2 separate regions of the Mus musculus genome follow, and region 1 is linked to region 2. A link is a contact called in public Hi-C data. All regions are on one chromosome and are shown on one strand. The core of a region is the stretch at or near the end of the contact, and the rest is flanking DNA. Distances in the headings are between cores, read along the strand shown.

Region 1 (4,363 bases), core at 622-3,121, 74 kb after region 2:
GCCAGCCTTTCCTCTCCCATTCATGCACATTTTTCTCTGCAGTGACTTGATGGAGAGCAATTGTCATAAGCATGCGTACTTCTCCAGGCTGTATCTGGGGGGGGGGGGGGGGGAGCTACTCTGCCAGGGAAGCCTTCCATCCACCAAATGCTGACAAGTTAGGGTTCACCATCATCCATTCTTCATAAATGCACACACGTGCGCACCAAGGTCCAGAGACAAAAATCTACCTGAGGCCTTCGGGGTCTGGAGCAAGCTTTCTGCATCCCTCCCACCCCACCCCTGGAACTTTCTAGTTCCTCATTTTTATTTCCTTACAAATCTCTTCGACCACCGGGGTGGACGTTATCAGAACTGATCGAGGAGAAACACACTATCAGCATCGTTTTGGGAATCTGGAAAGGCTTTCAGGAGGAAATGGCGAAGAAATGAGCCTCAGAGGATTCCCCCAGGGGCCCTAAAACAGGCCAAGAGCAGGGGAGGAAAGAGCAGACACTGCACTCTTGCAGCTAGGCAGCATCTGGCCACTCGACGGCTGTGGGCTGCTGGGGCTCTCCCGCGCTGGCCTGCCTTTCTATGAGCGGGGCAGGAGATGCTGCTCAAGGGCTTCTGTAGTACAGAGCCCTTTCCGCACTAAAACCCCAGCCTCCTCGGCCCAAAGGGCTGGGACTGACAAAGAAACATCTTAACTTTGCACTTGCTTTCTGGGCTGGTCATCTTTGAGGCCCAGCATCCCTGGTCCAGGTGGCCAGGGCTCCAGCAATACAAATGTCCCCAGAGGGCCTGCTTTGAATACATGAAGGATAAGGGTAAAGGGTACTGCGGATTTTTGTCTCTATCCTAAGGGTCACGTGGGATGCTGAAGTGCTGGGTTAGCGAGAGCTGTGCGTTAACTTTAAAAACACCACCTGGCTTCTGTGTGAAGTGGTGGAGGTGGCACACAGTGGCAGTCTGGACAAAACAGTGCTTATGGATAGGGAAAGATCAACAGTGGAACCAACAGTTCTCTTTTCTTTGAGGTACTGTCACTCAGTAGCTTGGAACTCACCATCAGCCTGGGATGGTCTCCAATTTGCAGCAATCCCACCCTGCTGAGTGCCAGGGCTACAGAGTTCTAGCCCTGGGTCACCAGGCCACCCTTCAGTGACACTTGTGACTGATGAGATGTGAGGGAAAGATGGACTCTAAGAGCCCTCCTATACCCAGTAAGATGGCTCAAGTTGACCCAAGTCTGGAACCCCGAGACCCACGTGGTGGAAGGAGAGAACTGATCTCTGCAAATTGTCCTGTGACTTCCACATCATGGCATGTGCATTCCTGTGCATGTATGTGTGCATGTGGGTGTGCATGCACACACATACAGTTTTTAAAACCTGCTTAGGTACTGGGTAACCTGCAGAATTTTGGGGAGGTCTGATGTGGGGGAAGATGCTGGCTGGAGCTGTGTATCCCCAGTAGAAGAGAGGCCTATGAGGCATGGCCGTGAAGTGCTGAGGAGGCTGCCAGCACAATTGACTGGCAGAGCATCTCCCGGGCTGGGAACCCACCAAAGGGGCTCCCACTTTATCATGCCCATGTTGAGATTGCTCTCAAGCATCTATAGCACCCATGTCAGATAGCAAAGGAGCCAGTGACTACAGCCTACGAGAAACCACAGCAGGTGTGAGCCTGAGTCTGTTTGTGACTTGATTCGTATTAGAGACGCATGGATTACACACTGAGCATGTACCAGGTACTCAATATGATCACATAGCAGGAGTGGGGACATGGCTGAGGTGGGAGGTAATAGATGGAAGGTGCCGGAGGGGTGACACTGCAGGATGGGAAGACTGAAGAGCTCAGCAGGGAGAAGATGAGAACAGAAGCAGAAGGGGGCAGGCAGGGCGGGTGATGCAGGAGAGATGCAGGGTCCAGCAGTTCTGGCCCAGGTTTACTGATAGAACAGAAGAACAGCGGGAGGCTGGCAGAGCTCAGGCTAGAGAGAGAAAGTAGGCGTGGCACCGGGTTGTGAGCACAGGGGAACCATGACCTTTGGGCTGTGGCAGAAGCAGGGCAAGTTTGACTATCAATGGCATCAGCAAGTGTGTAATATAGTGTTCCATACTAGCTGAGCATGGGGAATTGCTTTATGGCCTAAGATGACTCAGAAGTAACCTGGCAGTTATTTGCAGGTTCAACCGAGTTTTGGAGCTTCTGGAAGACAGCAACCCTCTAGTTGGAATGATCTCTCTGGTATAACCTACAATACACTCCACAATAATCCTCTTTTGCAATCGTGCCAAGGGACCCCCTGGTCTCGAGTCTCCCATTTCTTGGTTAAGCTAAAACTGAAATAAGGGCCTCAAAGCAAGGGCCCTTGGCTTTGGATTTGCTCTGCTGCCACTTAGAGGTAGTGACAGGAACCTAGCTGAGACGAAAGCCCTGGCCACTGGCTCTACCCATGTTGCCTGTTGGGAAAAATAGGGCAGGGCTGGCCAAAGAAAAGGTTTAGGATGTGTGGCAGCAGCTGTCACCACCCATGGAAAATAACCAAGGCTGAGGATTGAGGGTGTAGGGAGGCACTGTTCTGAGCCAGGCACGAATAAGGGGTCATGAGAAAACAAAAGTCCTATTCCTAGGATCACAAGTATTGGTGCTGGAAGGGGCTGTTCCTGCCTTGGAGGCTTCATCCACAGCACAACAACTCATTGTTCTGAAGTACACATTGGACTGGACCACATCCTTCCTCCCTAAACCTTCCCTGATGCTACATTCATGCTCTGTGGGGAAGCACAGCCTGAGTGTGAGATCCAGCTGCTCACCATTTCTGCAACCATAGCAGACATTATTAAGCGATTTCCACACCTTTTGCTCAGCAGACATTATTAGGTGATTACCACATGTTCTGCTACTCTGGATGCAAGATGACCCAGCACTGGGCTCCAGGTAGTCATTACCAGTTACTCTAGTATGGATATGACATGTGCCCAGTGTTAGAACACTTGGTCCCCAGCAGACGATGATGCTTGGGCAAGGTTGTAGAACCTTTAGGAGGTGGACCTATCTAAAAGAAGTGATTTAGTAGGTAGTGGGCCTTGGGAATTATAGCCCACTTGGATATTTCTGATCTCTCTGTGTTTTGGCTAATGCCATGTGAACAGGTAGCCACTCCCATTCCTGCTGCCACCAAACCTCTTCAGCTGCCATGCTTCCCCCACCCCGAGGAGCTGTGTCATCCTGAACCGTAAGCTGCTTCTGTCCCATCAGAGGAGGAAAGTGAGTAACAAGCTGTCAATCACTCCCAACATACACAGTATCTGACAAAGCCTGGCTGTCAATCACTCCCAACATACACAGTATCTGACAATGTCTGGCTGTCAATAACTCCCAACATACACGGAATCTGACAAAGCCTGGGGGTCAATCACTCCCAACATACACAGTATCTGACAAAGCCTGGCTCTCTGCAGTTCTGACATCTCATTCCACCAGGATCCCTGCCCACCTGTTTCCTGTTACCACTCAGGGCTCCAAGTTCCTTAAACTGCTGGTCAACTCCAGATGTACCCATCTCCTCTTTCCTCGAATCTTTTGTTCTGGGCATACCCAGAACAAACATGACATCCTGTGATCTGTTGGTGGGGTTTCAATGTTGTTTCTCCAACCTTCATGGAAATACAGACTTACTTATTGCCTTTTTGAGATGGGGACTGGTCTTGAACTTGCCATTTAGCTGAGGCCTACCTTGAACCCCTGATGCTCCTACTTGTATCTCTCCAGTACTGACATTATTACAGGTATGTACTATGATGTTTAAAAGGTTTGTCTGTCCATAAACTGGCCAGCACAAGTCTGGCTGGCTTTCTGTGCCATCCTATTAATTACTACAGTCTTGCCAGAGGTAGGTGAACAGGACTGGAGTTTGGCTCTTCCTCAAGTTCTGACCATCCACTCCCTGCTCATCCCCTCTCCTTTTTTGCTGGTGAAAGCCTAAGAACCTGCCAGACGTCAGAGAAGAAGTTACAGGGCACAGGCAGCTGAGCCACCTCCCTGCCCTGCACCACACTCCTGTGACAGACTCAGTAAAAGATATTTACCCTAGAACTCCTTTTACTTAAACTTTGGTCATGGCGGCAGAGGAACCTGTAGTCTTACTGCGTGTACCCTCTATCTTGCTTCGTTTGTTCTGTATGGTAAAACTGTGAAGGTCACCTCCTAGGTGACATTTGCCTTGTGTTCCAGGCCTCTCGGGGCTCTTGGGTACTTCATAGTGCTCCTCACAGAATGTCTGAACCGCGCGTGCACGGTGGTGGCTGTGGCCCCATCCACTGGCCTGGCCAAAGAACCTTTTCCTCTCCCCTTCCAACCCTCTTCTAAGCATGCG
Region 2 (4,779 bases), core at 2,217-4,716:
GGAGGAAGTGTGAGCCCCATGTTCCTGTTAGGGACCCAAGAAGGAACTAAGATTCCCGGGGCTTGGGAGAGGACCAGGCACAGGGGAGGCATGGGTACCTTGGCTCCGTGCTTGCCTGGCATTCCTGGCATGCCCCGCTCTCCCTGGAAAATGAAACGAGAGAAACCATGAGAAAAGAACCAGACTCGTTATAGCCTGAGCTTGAGCATCAACCTGCTATGAGTTCTGAGGACTCTGCCATGGTAGCGGCGACGTGAGCCGCTCCCCTCAGTTCCATGACACCATCTTGCAGTAAGTCCTAGGTCATAGGTGTAGAACAGAAAGGAACAGAGACAAAGAGAGAGGGGGTGGGGTGGGTTAAAATAACAAGTACACACACACATGCGCACGCACGCATGCACATACCAGTGGAGTTAGAACCTAGTCAAGGAGATGGCTTTGTACTACATACACAGCTAAGGATGGCCTTGAACTAACCCTCCTACCTCCACTGTGCTGGGTTTTGAGTCGGGCTGTGGCAAGCAGCCATGTGGCTACCTACCTATTACTACAGACCTCTCTCTCCTCTCACCTGTTAGCCGCAGCAGGTCTGCTAACATGGCACCTAGTGGCTTGGGCCAGACATGAGCTGCTTCTCTCTACTTTTATCCAGGGGCCTGTTATTCCCAGGCTCCCTGGGCGGTGAGCTGTGCATTTTTCTTTCTGATCCTGCCTGGCCAGACACAGCAGCACACTGGCTTTTCTGGGATTTGTGGGCAGGGCTCTGCCTCTCGACTCTGTCCCTCTTAACTTTCAATGTCTTCCTTCTCCCATCATGATCCTAGATCTACAGGAGGAAGGGGCACCGGGAAGGTAGTCATACCATCGTCACAGGAGACAAACAGGGACAAAGAGAAAGTGAGTCAAGGCTAGATTCCAGTTGCCTTGCCGCATGCATCAAACCCCACATGGCACCCCAGTATAGAGATGCAGCTGTGTCCTGCCAGCCTGCAGTCATTTGCCTCAGCTGTGCTGAAGATGATGCTGTGGACGGTAAATCCAGAGCCCAGACTCACCGACTCCCTCCTGACCTGTATGCTCCGTCTGCCCAGACTCTTCCCTGCTATCTCAGAGGACCGCTCTGCCCTCCCTTCTCCAGACAAAGGCTGGAGCGACTCCCACCCTCTTCCTCCATGCTTGGCCCTCCCCACTGGAGTCTCCGTGTCTCGTCTCCCAGCACATTGGCGAGATAATGAGGCTCCCAACTTCAGTCTCTGCTGCCCATAGATAAAAGACTCAGGGATGCTGGGCTCTGAAGTCTGCCTCCATCCTAGGTCCTGGGTGCAGATAAACCACTGTGTTCTTAAACATGCCAGCTACTTCATGGCTCTCTGCTCTTCCTCAGTGCAAAGCCATAGTTATACCTCCATGAGCCGCTTTACTGTCCCCATGTCCCGGTGCTGGATCCCCCACCCAGCAGAGACCACTTTGTATCCTGAACCCCTAGTGATGGAACCCAGGCCTTCATGCATGCTAGGCAATTGTTTTACTCTTGAGTTAGACTTTTAATTCTGAGACAGGGTCTCACTAAGCCATGCAGGCTCACTCTGTAGCCCAGACAGGATCGTGATCCTCCTGCCTTAGCCACTTTGCACTCAGCATCTGTAGACACACTCACACCTGTCTCTGACAGACATTGCACGCTCACCCTCCTAGAGCCAAGTGCTTGAGTTCTACAGAAGGCCTCATCGTTATGTCCAGACACCAAATATATCCTCTTCCACCCTGGCCGGCTCAGGGTGTCTGAGGGGTCCAGCCAGCACAGGCAGGTCTGCTCTGTGGCCAGCAGAGGGCGCAGGAGGACCTACTCTGAACTTCGCCATCTTGGCCACAGTGGTGTTAAAAAAGTCCCCTCAGGGTCCTAGGTGGCACGCATCTCTAGAGGAGCAGGTCCCCTGATAACAGTCCCCTGGACTCCACAATGCTGACCCAGCTAGAAGTCCCTAGACAGGGTCCCCTGGTATGTGCAGGGATGCTGGAAGGAAGTTACCTTGGGAGGTCCTGGCTATTCAGAGGCTTCGGTTTGTCTCTCTTCCCTTCTGGTTTTTGTTGGTTCCTTAGCTTTCTGCAAGGTCTCTGAACTCCCTTCTATCTCCCCCGTGTGGAGCCGGGCTAGGTGTCAGGGTGACTGTTTTCCTCTCTGAGTCCGTGCTGCAGAGTGAGCTCAGCCTAGATCTATTCTGTACCCCCTGGTCCTCCCCCCGCCCCCTGCATGGTTCTCGGGAGGCAGACGAGCCAGAACTGGAGTGGAGATGCTCGGCCCATAGTTCCAGATAAAGGGCTCTCTTTGGGGAGTCTTAGCCTTAGGTGAAACACAGAAGCCTAGGAGGAGTCCTCCATAGGATGGCCGATCTCCCCTACTCCTGCCCCCATCCCCCTCGGTTGATCTTGGCCTCAGGGCCTCAGGGCTTGCTGCCCTCCTGGCCTTTTGCTGGGTAGGAAGCAGGGGCGCCTGGCTGACCCCACACCAAGGCTCTCTCCACTCTCATTAGCCTCACTACTCAGTTCCAGCCTAGGGGCTTGCCCTGCCTTGACCTCTGGATAGACCAGAGAGCACTGCTTTGTGGATGGAGGTGAGGTACCCTTCAGGACCCAAGACACTATCTCAGAAGTTGGAACAGGGGCTGGTGTGGCCATGAATGAAGGAAGGCAACACATGGAAGCTGTGGTGTGCCTCTGTGAGATCTAGGGCCTTCCCTTCTATTGCCCTCTCTAGGTTTTCAGTTCCAAAGGCGCAGGTGGACCTGTGCTCAGTTTGGCCTGATGGCTGGGTACCATGCTTTGCTTTGTGGCTTGGATCTCTCACCTATCCAAGCGTACCAGAGTGGCTCTGATCCCTGTCTGCCTCTGCCTTCCCAGTGGGGATACTAGAGGCTCAGGTGAGGGGAAGGGCTCTCCACAGCTCCTCTGGACCACCTTGTGGCTGGGCAAGTGGGTGCTCCAAGTATCCCAAAGGGTCATAGCCCCTCTGTCCAGCATATGAGGGCACAAGACGTGACTCCCAGGCAGTCAGACACCTTTGGGGAAGATACTGGCTCTTTAACACAAGTGACAAGAAACAATGAACAGAAACCTTCTGTGGTGGGGAGGGGGTGGGAGGAGGGGGGACACTGCTGTCACTGTGGCTCAGGAGACAAATGGGTGGAAGGGGCTGTACTAAATGAACTTGAAGGCCTGTCCCAGCTCCTAGAGCCCCTTCATGTGTCCCTACTCCCAATATCAACAGGTCCCGTGTCCTTTGAAGTTTCTTAGTGGGAGGACTCAGCCTTTCTAGAGATGACAGGATGGCACAAGCTTGGCCGGTAGGTGTGGCCTCCTAATTGGTGATTTACTGTTTGTTGAACAAGCTGCACAGGGACTTGGCAAGAGGTCTGTCTGGAAGGAGTAGGGGTGGGGCTTCCATGTCAGCTCCGCAGCCAAGTAAAGGGCCCCCGGCAGGCTGTGGAGATGAATGGGTTTCCCTGACTTGAGGCCAGGGCTCTACTACAAGGGGTCAGTGAAACACCATCTTTGTTCTCTGCAGGGGGTGGGAGATTGCCTGGCAGAGTGTCTGAGAGGGCTGGGAAGTTCTACTCTGGGTTGGGGGAGCTAGAGGGACAAGGATAGGAGACACAACATTTTGTCCCAGGCAAGAGCTCTTGGTCTGTCCTTCCTGGAAAAAGGAGAGTGAGTTCCTGCTTCCCTGCCCAGAAGCAAGGACCGGAACCCTGGAAATCCTAGGTCCTCCGGTAATTAGGGCTGGCAGGAAGTGATCCAGGGAATTCCTGGGTCCGGTGCCCCACTGAAGGCTTGGGGCTTTGGAAGGACGGCTGGCTTGTAATCGAAATTTGAGATCTGTTGATATGTACTCAGGCTCAAGGAAGAAGTCAGTTCTCATTAGTCTGTGGTCTCTGGAGGGCAGAGCAGAGCCCAGAGGTCACGGGGTGGGGGCTGGGGTCGGGCCAGTCCTTCCCCCCACCCCCCAGGCCACAGATCTGGGGCTCTTGTCTCCCTGGTCTTATCTGCATCCTTTTCAGGGGTCTGAATGTCCTCACTGGGACTTCCCAACATCGACAGAAAATCCTGAGTGCCTCCTGTTGCTTGGAAATGACACAGGGAAGTTGGGTCACTTGGACCCTCTGTGAGCCAGGGGGTCACAGGGATCTGTCAGGAGTAGCTAAGGTCCGAGATAGGCTGTTTTAGAAGCAAGCACCTGCTCAGCTATCGAGGGCCACTCCACTGGGCAAAGTATGCTCTCAATTCATCTAAATGAGTTACCTGTGCACCTACATTCTCTGACCTGCAAGGCTTTGGAGTCAGACAGAGCAGGTGTAACCACCTCCCAACTCTGGGCTAGGGGAGACAAACTTGAGATCCACACTTTGCTAGAAAAAAACAAAACACAAAAAACCTTTCTGAGGGGGACTTGACCAGAAGACAATACAATGCTAGGTTCAACCCCTGGCACCACATAACCTGGGTGTGGGGGTGCACCGCTCTAATCCCAGCACTTGGGAAGTCAGAAGGAGCAGCTGTTCAAAGCCATCCTCAACTACCAAACGTGTTTAAGGTAAGCCTGGGCTCAGAAAAGGGGGCGGGGCCTAAGGGGATGCCTGTGGAGTTGTCTGGTACCCTGTTCCGGCTTGTAGGAGGTTCATGGACTATGAGTCGTATACACAGCAGAAACTGGATCCTGGTTCGAGAGTACTTTTCCTGGGAGGGGGGCCTTCCAGCACGTGGGCAAAACTGTCAATCAAGGCA

Evidence for each region. Hi-C and Micro-C count contacts between places; a contact is called where the count stands out from the background.
Region 1: a Hi-C map of the N1E-115 cell line shows a contact between it and region 2, with 5 times the contacts expected there. The contact joins two enhancer-like sites. A contact is called at or near these places in 17 of 484 Hi-C or Micro-C datasets (the BV-2 cell line, the G1E-ER4 cell line, the HPC-7 cell line and 10 more), 1 of 115 datasets of contacts at active chromatin or transcription factors (embryonic stem cells) and 2 of 9 other capture datasets (liver and pancreatic islet).

Annotation. Positions count from the first base shown.
Region 1 is chr10:61,952,065-61,956,427 of GRCm38.p6, forward strand. All of the region lies in intron 2 of Col13a1 (collagen, type XIII, alpha 1), which reads right to left. Among named protein-coding and RNA genes, the nearest start is that of Gm51766, 13 kb to the left of the region's middle. Within about 2 kb of position 1,872, at least 10 of the 459 cell types and tissues checked have an H3K27ac peak or open chromatin away from gene starts, as enhancers often do. A contact at or near this core is called in the N1E-115 cell line, where this site is marked.
Region 2 is chr10:61,876,170-61,880,948 of GRCm38.p6, forward strand. It overlaps Col13a1 (collagen, type XIII, alpha 1), which reads right to left. Exons shown (of 41, transcript NM_007731.3): 19 at 99-143. Among named protein-coding and RNA genes, the nearest start is that of Gm40674, 33 kb to the left of the region's middle. Within about 2 kb of position 3,467, at least 13 of the 459 cell types and tissues checked have an H3K27ac peak or open chromatin away from gene starts, as enhancers often do. A contact at or near this core is called in the N1E-115 cell line, where this site is marked.